Linked DNA regions of Mus musculus: regions 1 and 2 are each linked to region 3. The links are chromatin contacts, called in public HiChIP or PLAC-seq and promoter capture Hi-C maps. All regions are on one chromosome and are shown on one strand. The core of a region is the stretch at or near the end of the contact, and the rest is flanking DNA. Distances in the headings are between cores, read along the strand shown. Region 1 holds the start of 9030204H09Rik (RIKEN cDNA 9030204H09 gene). Region 2 overlaps Ttll11 (tubulin tyrosine ligase-like family, member 11). Region 3 overlaps Ttll11 (tubulin tyrosine ligase-like family, member 11).

Region 1 (3,415 bases), core at 531-3,030, 80 kb after region 3:
CATAGTCTTCCCAGAGAACACCAGTGACAGGGCAGGGGGCAGCATGCCACAGAGCAAGCCGACATGACGACAAACCCCAGTCAGGTGTGACTCCTTCCAGCCCACCAGCTGGCTGAACAGCATCTTACCCTGCTCCCTAAGGATGCATGCCACTGCAGTGAAGTGTCCCTGTCCCACCAAGGGCCATATGCAGTCATCTTGCCATGCAGACCCCACAAAGTACCAAAACACCACTGAGATCTTGAGTAGCAATTGTATGGCAGATAGTTAGACCCCTGTGTGGCCTGAGCCCCTAGGCTGCAGCCACATTTCCCTACTGGCCCAGCCCAGCAAGCCCAACTTGCCCTCCAAGAAAGCAAGTTGACACAGAGTTATCTGGGGGAGTGGGGACCTCAATTGAGGAATGACCTCCACATCACACTAGCCTATATGCAAGTCCCTCGAGGCATTTTATTGAGTGATGATTGATGGGGGAGGGTCCAGGCCACTGTGGGCAGGGCCACCCCTAGGCAGGGGCCCTAGGTTGTATGAGAAAGCAGGCTGAGCACGCCAGGGAAAACAAGCAAGTATACTGCATTCTGCCATGATATCTTTTTCAATTCCTGCCTTGGCTTCTCTAGGCGGTGCGTAAGATAATCCCTCTCCTCCCACAAGTTGAATCTCATCAATGTTTTAACACAACAGCAAAAGGCAAACTAAGACCCCCCCCCCCAAAGAGCGGCTGACGCCCAGCCCTCCTCAGCTACCTTTGCTGCATCCACCTGGACACCTATGTGTCAGACCCCACGGACGCTGTCCTTGCAGGGTCACAGAGCACAGCCTCCTGACCCCCACCCCTACCCCATTCTCTGCCACCCTCCCTGACGCTCCGAGTCTCCAAGCATTTTTTTGCTCAGGATGATGAGGATGGTGGTAACAGAGAATGGGAAGGAGGAAGGAGGGGAAGGGAGGCTGGTGAGGAGCGGAAGCTGCAAAGGTTATTTGGGGCTTATTGCGGAAGTGGTGGGAGTCCTGAGTCCTGCCAATGAGGCTGAGCACTTGAGGGAGGAAAGAAGTGAGCCAGTTTGGGTCTGCAGAGAGGAGCAAAGTAGAGTAGGGTAGGCTGGGCTCTGGCTTCAAGTGTAGCACAGAGAGATGCTCAACCCTCTGGTCTTGCCTCACAGAGCTGACATGAGCCTAAAAGCGAAGTAGCAACTCGGGATTTATTATTATTATTATTGTAATCATTTCTAGGTAAACTACCCTAAGCACACATCCTGTGAGCAGTGGTTGGGCATCCTGGACTCTCAAGGGAGCCTCTTCTGTGTCTATACCACATCCTCACTATTGAGGCTCCATTAATCCGTCCACCCTCTCCTAGATTGCCAGGTCACATTCAATTAATACGTCAAGAAGAAAGCTGCTGAGTGGGCACTGAGTTGACATTTGCTTCATAAAACTCCTTTTCTAAGGAGCAGGAAGGAGGAGCCCTAGAGTCTGGTGAGGCTGGCTGTGACCCACAGCTACAGCCTCTGAGCCTTTTCACATGTGGTCCCTTTAGTTTGGGGCAGCCACCGCCTTGAGACCCTCCCATCCCAGTACAGTGTGAAGAAGGCTCCTCTACCAGTGGATTTGGATGCTTCTTCCTGCTTCAGGACAAAGGGGATTCTCTGCAGTTGCCCTATCAGCCCCAGACCACTCACTTAAAGTACCTGCCGGTCTTCCTCTGCAGGCATTTGTCCTTCCACACTGGGACATGTGTGAAGTCACTGCTGTTCAGCACAGTTAGGCAGAGGGACTGGCAAGTGGAGAGGAAAAGGAAGACAGTGGGGGAGGGCAGGGCAGGGCAGGGCAGTGGAGGGGAGGGCAGGGCAGGGCAAGGCAGGGCAGGGGAGGGGAGGGGAGGGCAGGGCAAGGCAGGGCAGGGGAGGGCAGAGCAGGGCAGGGCAGGGCAGGGGAGGTGATTGAGGCTTCAGGAAAGCACAGCGAGGGAGGACAGGGTGGGCTGTGGAACTGTCCTCAGAGGGGTCAGAAGGAAGAAGCACATGTGTCCTACCAGTGGCACAGGAAATACCTTTATATCTTCAGCACTGGCCTAGCCTGGATCCCTGTGCCCTTTGTATTCCCAGCATTCTCTGCTTTCCCAGCAGCCTGTTTCTCCCATGGGTCTCAGGGACAGAATTCAACAACCCTTCTTTTATCTACTTAGAGGTAACTGAAGTTTTAGACAATGGAACAGCATATTCACACAAAAATACACACAGACACACAAACATACATCCACATCCACACACACCCATACAAATATGCACATAGCCAAATATGTTCACACACATACACAGGCATACACACACACACATGCAAGCACAAGTACATGTGCCCATAGGCTTCTACACAAACACATATACACATGCATATACAAACACAGTGAGGTTTTAGAGGAACACTATCTACAGGGAAATAAAACACATTCCAGCATTTTCTTCTGACAGCCTTTACTGTCTGGAAGAGCCTAAGAGCTGTCGAGGGAGCAAGCACACCAGCTCACTGCTACTAAACTTAAGAAATGGGAGATAAAGAGAAGAGACAGCTTGGCTTCCACCTTTGTCTTTATGATTGTATTTCCATGAACATAGAACTTTAGTTAGAAGCAAAACCTTTAAACAGTTGGCCCCTCCCCATCCTGACTGTGACTTTTCTCTCACCTGTATCCTCATATGGGACAGTTTGTAGAGATCTGATCTTGAGAGGGGTTTGTTTATCTCTGGTCTTAGTGTGTGAGCTTAACCCCTCTCCCCCGCTTCCTCTCTGACTGCACCTTAGCTTATGGTGAGAGCTTACAGCTCTTCTGAGACCCTTTCTGCTCCACTGTGAGCTCCCATTAGGAAGGGACACTGTGATGCTTATTTTGTATCCCCTTATGTGACAGCACTTGTCACATAAGCCACCTCACCAATTTCTCTGACTGTGTAATAAAGACACCGAGTACCTTTGGTTCTGTTCAAACATTTGGCAGGAAGGTCCCACCCCAGTCCCTCTGGGCCCCTATGCAGGCTGGGCCCCATGGATGTCCTCTGAGCCACTCCACAGGATCTCTGTAGAACTTACTTTAACTGCCTCATGCAAAGCAGCCTGCAAAAAAAGAGTTCCTTGTGCTTTCTGCTTTCAGCTTTCCAGATATCTATATGGACAGAAAACACAGAATTCCTCCAGTTTCTGACAGAATGTCTTCATGGAAGCATAAGGGTTCCTCGCTTTCCATAGTCAGGTACTGACTAGTCAAGTGCACATAGTGGGGCTGATCGTCTCTTTACTGCCACATCAGGGTGTGGAACAGGGAACTGGACAGGGAATGCAACAAAAGGCAATGAAAGCCATCCCCAAATAAGCCATGGGCAGTGGCACAATCCCTGTAATCCTAGCACTTGGGAGGCTA
Region 2 (3,340 bases), core at 497-2,996, 100 kb after region 3:
TCAAGGTTTGGTCTTAGGAAATGGTCACAGAAGGTAGCAGATGGTTATCTTGGTCCTAGTTATGGGTGGGATGGGAGGCCAGGAAAAGGGAGAGAGAGAGGCAGTGGGTGACAGAGGGAGCTGGGAACTCAAGAGCAATGAGCCGACTGATAGATAGCAAGAGTGGCATTCAAAGCCTGGAAGTGCCTACCCAGTAAGGAACTAGAAACAAGGAAGCCTGGGAAAAAAGCAGGAGTGCCAGGATGAAGCCCTTGTAAAGAGGCCACCATCTAAGGCAAAGTCAGAGAGGAAGTAGCCCAACAAGGTATGCTGATTGCCATGGGGCTACACGCCCATGATCCTAGCACTTGAGAGAAAGCAACAGAAGAATTGCAAATTCTAGGACAGCCTGGGCTATGTGACAAGTTTGCGACCAGTAAGGGCTACACAGTGAGACTTTGTCTCGAAATTGAAATTAAGTAAAATGATAGCCACTCAAGTGTCCTCACAGAGGATGGGGAGGACAAAGTCAGAAATATGGCTTGGTGGCCTGGATGAAAATGGTCCCATAAGCCCATAAAGGCACTGTTAAAAAGTGTAGCCTGTCAGATGTGTCACTGCGGGGGGGGGGGGGGGGGAATGGGGGGGTGGAGCTTGGAAGTCTCCCAAGCTCAAGCCAGACCCAGTGCCATCTGCTCTTCCTGCTGCCTCCAGATCCAGATGTAGAACTCTCAGCTACCTCTCAAAGCACCATGTCTGCCTGCATGTTGTCTTCCTACCATAATGATAATAGACTGAACCTCTGCACTGTAAGCCAGCCCCAGTTAACTGCTTGTCTTTATAAAAGCTGCTGTGGTCATGGTGTCTCAGCACTGCAATAGAGCAGTGACTAAGACACATGATGCTCTGGTCCAAGCAGGGAAGAATGGGAGAATGCTGGCTGGCCTGTGGATCTGATTTGGGAACTAGAGTGATAGCATTGACTATGGAGAGAGAGGAAGAGTTGGCATTTATTCTGAATTTTCCCACTTGGGTAATGGGTCAATATTTGGTAGTGACACATCAAGGAGATGGGCACACCATCTGTGGGTCAGGGAAAGCGCTGTGTCATGTTAGAGGAGAGACCATAGCCAGCTAGAGGCAGAAGGTAGAAGTCTGTAGCTGCTCATTTTCTTGATTATCAGAATAATTTGAGAATAAAACGCACAGGCTAAGGAGTCACAAAACTCTCCTCATGTTTCTATACGAGCTCCAAAGAAGCAGTTAAGACAGGAAAGCACCTGTGTCCCTGGGACCGGGGAATGGAAGTGTCTTCCCAAGTTGTCCACTGAACTGTGCCTATGGCTCCTTGCCAAAAAATCTCAATGAGATTTTTCTATTTCTTAATTATTCAATTACTACCCATAAGTAGGAGTTTGAAATCAGACCCAGGCTGATCACAATGGAGTTCTCCCCTGAATCACGAGCAGGGCGGAGGAGGTCTCCCATCTTGGAAGCCAGGATGGCAGAACAAACAGAGGAAGCCAGGGTTTCCAGTCCTTGCTTTGCCCTGGGTTCAAGCCTTGGCTCCGCTATGCAGAAGCTTTGTGAGCCTTGACAAGCCACTTCTCAGAAGTCAGTTTTCTAGCACACAAATGACAGTCCCCTGGGGGATTGTACATCCCAAGGGAAGGAAGCCGTTGGAGGAAGGCAGTAGTCATGAGTGCCTTGTGTATTTCAGGTCTCAGCAGATGGAAAAGTCTTTCACTTCAAAGGAAGATCTGAACTGTGACCCGACTGGTGGTGACTCCGAGCCCAACCCTGAAGCCCATCTGCCCTCCATTTGCCTCAAGCAGGTGTTCCCCAAGTATGCCAAGCAGTTCAACTACTTGCGCCTCGTGGACAGGATGGCCAATTTGTTCATCCGATTTCTGGGAATCAAGGGGACGATGAAGTTGGGACCAACTGGCTTTCGGACCTTCATAAGGTTAGTGAGACTAGCTTCCTCCAGCATGAGTTTTGGACAGAATGGACCCCAGTCACTCCTCTGGATGGTCATATGGCCCAGGACTGCTCTTGGGAGACGATAATATTGAGTTAGGACCCTGTTTGAGGCTGTATTCATCTCAGGGCTGGCACTGATCCTATAGTCTTGGTGTGTGTGTGTGTGTGTGTGTGTGTGTGTGTGTGTGTGTGTGTCTGTGTGTGTGTGTGTGTGTGTGTGTGTGTGTGTGTGTGTATGATTCTGGCATATTGAAGACTCTTGTCAAATGAGTTGATGAACACTATGACCATGACACTTAAACCATAGGTTTGTTGTTAAAAACAAGCAGTTGTGGGGCTGAGGGGGATGACTCAATAGGAGATGATTCTTTATGCACAAGCATAAGGACCTGAGTTCACGTCCCCAGTGCCGACATACAAGCCAGACATGGTAGCATGCAATAGTAACTCCAGCACCAGGAACGGGGAACAGGGCAGGACAGAGCTTGCTAACAAGTTAAAGTATAATACTCCTGGTTCAGTGAAGAGCTTGTCTCAAAAATAAGGTAGAGCACAGTAGAGGGAGACACTCAAAATCAACCTCTAGGCTCCATATACACATCCATAGGTGTTTGTACCCATCCCTGCACACCCAGACACACCAAAATAAAATGTGCACTTCCAAATTAGTCATTTTTATTGTTGTTGTTATGACACAATACCTGAAGTTGGATACCTTTATAAAGAAAGGGGGACTGGAGAGATGGCTCAGTGGTTAAGAGCATTGACTACTCTTCCAGAGGTCCTGAGTTCAAATCCCAGCAACCACATGGTGGCTCACAACCATCTGTAATGGGGTCCTATGCCCTTTTCTAGTGTGTCTGAAGAGAGCAACAGTGTACTCACATACAATAAATAAATTAATTAATAAAAAAAAACAAAGGGGGTTATACAACTTATAGTAGTTTTAGTTCGCAGCTTAAACTCAGTCACATAGCCCCATTAGTTTGATCTTCAGTGAGGGTCTAAGGCGGATAGCATCACAGGGAGGCACGTGCAGGAGAAAGAGCATGTCCCAAGTGATGGATGCCAGAAAACAGGTAAGAGTCAGGCTCAACCTGATAACAGCTCAGCTTCCCACAAGAACCTGCCCAGTGACCTAAAGAGCCTCTACAGGCTCAGCCTCCTAAAGATGCTACCTCCTCAGCAGCATGAAGTTCACGCTTCCAACACATGGGTCCTCGGGAGATGCCCTAGCTAATTTTATCAACCTGACACAACCCAAAGTCCCCTGAGAGGAAAGCCTAAATCAGATTGGCCTTAGGCAAGTCTGTGGAGGGCTATCTTGAGTATAGTCTGGCACTGTACAGGACACCATCCCCAGGCAGGAGGCCCTAGG
Region 3 (3,113 bases), core at 122-2,621:
ATCACTTTTTCTGTCAAAGGAGATCTGGGTGTTTCCTGACTCAGCTAGAAGGGTTGAAGGCAGTAAGGGATGAGAGTGAAGAGAGGGGTCAGAGCAATGTCTCTCTCATAGATAGACACCTACTGACCAGCCCACAAACACACTGGGTTGCTCCAGATCCAGAGACTCAGGGATTTTGCCCCCATCAGCAGGATCATCAGGTGAAAGCCTCTGGCCAGGGATTGAGACAGTGTGAGAAGTAGTAATTGTCCCATCGAGTCCCATCCATGGTCCTATGCCAATCCTGCTCTCTGAGCCTGCAGCTCTTAAGCAGGTATTTGCAATAGCCGTGAGGAGATGGTTAGAAAGGGCTACTGAGGAGGACTTCAGGACAGTGCTAGAACAAAGAAGTCCCAACCCAGGCCACCACAAAGTGAGGGTCACACCCTGGGTTCATCCCTGAGGACAAGTGTGGCCATGCCTGTTTGGCTATTCTAAGAGCATCCCATGGGGCCAGGCAAGCATGACCAAACCACAGAGGCCCAGCAAGGAGGACCGGGTGGTCATTATGTGTGTGTCCTGCAGTAGACAGGCAACAACAGCCACCAAGGTTGGGGTAGGGCCAGCTGTAGGGGCTGAAAGTCCAGATCAGGAGCCACTGCTTTGGTTAGGGTCACAGCTAGCAAATGGGCTCAGAACCTCATGGCCATTTGCCACTATTTGACCACACGCTAAACGCTTCCAGGGTGATGAGACAGGCTAGGAATGAAGCCCTTTCTGGTATAGTAAGTACTGGAGACTTTCTCACCACCTAGTGTGTCTTAGGTTCCCTCTGCACACTCACACCTGTGTGTGTGTGTGTGTGTGTGTGTGTGTGTGTGCGCGCGCGCGCGCGCGTGCGTGCATGTGTGTGTGTGCGCGTGCATGTGTGTGTGCACACGTGCACGTGTGCACACTGGGAAGTGATGTAGGTGAAGAGGCTTTAAGAAGGTGTCAAGTGGTATCTGTTGCTCTGAGTGCCTTGGATACGCAGTAAGGGAGAGGATTTGGAACCTACTCAGAGCCAAGTCCACTCCTGCTTGCTCTGTCTGAATCACCTTTCAGGATGCTGTTAGCTGGGCTCTAGACACACGGGCAGACCTTGAGGTTTCCATGGTATGGTTCTGATGTCCATTTGCCACGTGACCTGTCCTAAGTCACTTAACTCTTCAGGAACTTAGCTTCCTCCCCTGCCTTACAGGGTCAGCACCCAACTCCTGTGAGACATGGATGACACAGGAAACACTTTGCATACTGTTGAGACTCGGCACAAGTGCAGGAAGTTATTTCTTAGCTGGGCAGGTCTTTCTTGCTTGTAGCAAGACCTGGCCAGATGGCAGCGTTACAGAGCGTAAACCCTGGCCAACCAAATTACACTCATCTGGGGCATGTGACTGTGACCCTGTTCCAGCCATGACCACAGTAATGACTTGGAAAACATGGTGGCCAAGCAACAGCTGGCACGGCTCTGCTGTGGTCAGATTTCCTGTAATCTGCTGCTGAGGAACACAGCTGCCCTGTCATTTCAGCCTCTGCCTTGTCATTGCCCAGGCAGCCCCAGCCACAGAGCCTCACATCTGCTGTCTTGAGGGCAGCAGTGTGACCCTGGCTTAAATATCAAGGTCAGCCTGGGTGTAGACAGTCATGTGGCAGAAACACACACAGAGGGAACACACTTTGTGGCTTGAACTGTATAGTTTTCTTGTTCTCCGTGTCTAATTTTGTCTTTAGCCATGACCCTCCTGTTGGATGTCTAGAGATAGAGCTTTCCTAAGGCCTAGTATAATTCTCCTCTTCCTGTGTCCTCTACCCTCTCTCTTACCCCACAGCCTATACACATCACCAGGCAGAAGCTGAGAATCAGTGTATTGGGGTGGGGGATGGAGGGGCTGTCAAGGGCTGGGGTTTCCCTCTCAGATGGACTGGGTTGAGCTTCTTCCAGCTCCTGCTTACAGCAACTGTAGCTGGCGAGCTCGACAAGTCAACCTTTTCTAGTCTGGATTTTTTTAGCTATAAGTAGCAAGCTTGTTTGTAGCCATACCCCAGAGTTGTTGCACACTCCAGCAAGAGGGAGCTGTGTAAAACAGCCCCCAATACACAGCAGTCACTTAATAAGTGAGAATATGGGTGTTTATTACTCTGACAACAGTTATCACACCTACCCACCTACAGTAACCTTGAAGTTACTGTAAATCGGCAACTATCCTCATTTTGATGTTAACTAGGACATTGGTGATAAAAGTTTGGAATCAAGTTTGGAAACCAAGACCTTAGCCTGGTGTTTGTCGCATCCCAATCCAGCTGCCTAGCTCCCCTGTGCCTCAACCTTGGTTCTTCCACACCAGATCTGCTTCCTCTCCAGAGGTTGTCACCAGTGCCTCCCTGGTTGGACCATTGGTCCTCTGTCTCTGCCAGCCTGGCCTGCTCACTCCTATTCACTAGTTTCAATATTCAGTACCTTCCAAAGTACAGCTCAAGACTTTCTTTCTCTGTAAAGCATTCCTTGTCCACTCTGACTATGTTATTTTCTTCCTTTGCAATATATCACATTCCCTGGGTACCCACTGAGATGAGACCTGAGATAGGTGTGGGCCATGTAGCTAAGGACAAGGCGAGGCCAGGGCCTCTAAGGGGTGCTCCGGTTAGTGTGAAAGACTCACAGAGATAATCCCTGCTCTGTATACATCATGCTGTCCAAGTGCTCACATGAGATGAGGGGAGAGAGTTAACTGTCCAACTGAAGGCTCCCAGAGGGGATGCCCAAGTGAGTTCAAGGCATGATTGAGGGTTTTCCCAGCAAACACCGAAGGGTCTCACATTCTCCTGTTTCCCTGCTACCTTACTGGTTGTTCTTCCCTGGCCTCTTCCTCTGGACCTGTCATTAATGGAAATATATTGGAGGTCCCTGGATATCAATTCTTGGAAACTTGTCTTTGTACATCTACCATCTCTTCCTAAATGATCTCATCCTGCCCTGTGGCTTTAGGGATCAGTTAAGTGCTGTTGAGCCCTAAATTTATATTGCTAATCTTGACCTCTGCTGGAGCTCCAGGCTGATATATACCATTGCTCCCTTGCTCTTCCCACTGGGATAG

Evidence for each region. Promoter capture Hi-C pulls out the DNA fragments that hold promoters and counts their contacts. HiChIP or PLAC-seq counts read pairs in DNA pulled down with a chosen protein or histone mark.
Region 1: a contact with region 3 is called in a promoter capture Hi-C map of pre-B cells, with 2.9 times the contacts expected there. The contact joins the promoter of 9030204H09Rik here to the enhancer-like site in region 3. A contact is called at or near these places in 12 of 39 promoter capture datasets (the 3T3-L1 cell line, 3T3-L1-derived adipocytes, the C10 cell line and 8 more), 1 of 15 datasets of contacts at CTCF or cohesin (large pre-B cells) and 9 of 484 Hi-C or Micro-C datasets (the G1E-ER4 cell line, the HL-1 cell line, adipose-derived mesenchymal stem cells and 5 more).
Region 2: a contact with region 3 is called in an H3K27ac HiChIP or PLAC-seq map of large pre-B cells, with 3 times the contacts expected there. The contact joins two enhancer-like sites. A contact is called at or near these places in 1 of 39 promoter capture datasets (the C10 cell line), 1 of 15 datasets of contacts at CTCF or cohesin (large pre-B cells), 12 of 484 Hi-C or Micro-C datasets (DN3 thymocytes, the G1E-ER4 cell line, Sertoli cells and 7 more), 1 of 115 datasets of contacts at active chromatin or transcription factors (large pre-B cells) and 1 of 9 other capture datasets (embryonic stem cells).

The regions. Positions count from the first base shown.
Region 1 is chr2:35,817,555-35,820,969 of GRCm38.p6, reverse strand. 9030204H09Rik (RIKEN cDNA 9030204H09 gene) reads right to left here and starts at 1,780. Exons shown (of 3, transcript NR_040618.1): 1 at 1,683-1,780. It overlaps Ttll11 (tubulin tyrosine ligase-like family, member 11), which reads left to right. Exons shown (of 10, transcript NM_029774.3): 7 at 3,149-3,247.
Region 2 is chr2:35,793,962-35,797,301 of GRCm38.p6, reverse strand. It overlaps Ttll11 (tubulin tyrosine ligase-like family, member 11), which reads left to right. Exons shown (of 10, transcript NM_029774.3): 8 at 1,700-1,945. Among named protein-coding and RNA genes, the nearest start is that of 9030204H09Rik, 24 kb to the left of the region's middle. Within about 2 kb of position 1,746, at least 10 of the 459 cell types and tissues checked have an H3K27ac peak or open chromatin away from gene starts, as enhancers often do.
Region 3 is chr2:35,897,344-35,900,456 of GRCm38.p6, reverse strand. The region is part of intron 4 of Ttll11 (tubulin tyrosine ligase-like family, member 11); the gene reads left to right. The region is part of intron 2 of Gm35396 (predicted gene, 35396); the gene reads right to left. Among named protein-coding and RNA genes, the nearest start is that of Gm35396, 15 kb to the right of the region's middle. Within about 2 kb of position 1,371, at least 91 of the 459 cell types and tissues checked have an H3K27ac peak or open chromatin away from gene starts, as enhancers often do. A contact at or near this core is called in the HL-1 cell line, the HPC-7 cell line, muscle stem cells and 1 more, where this site is marked.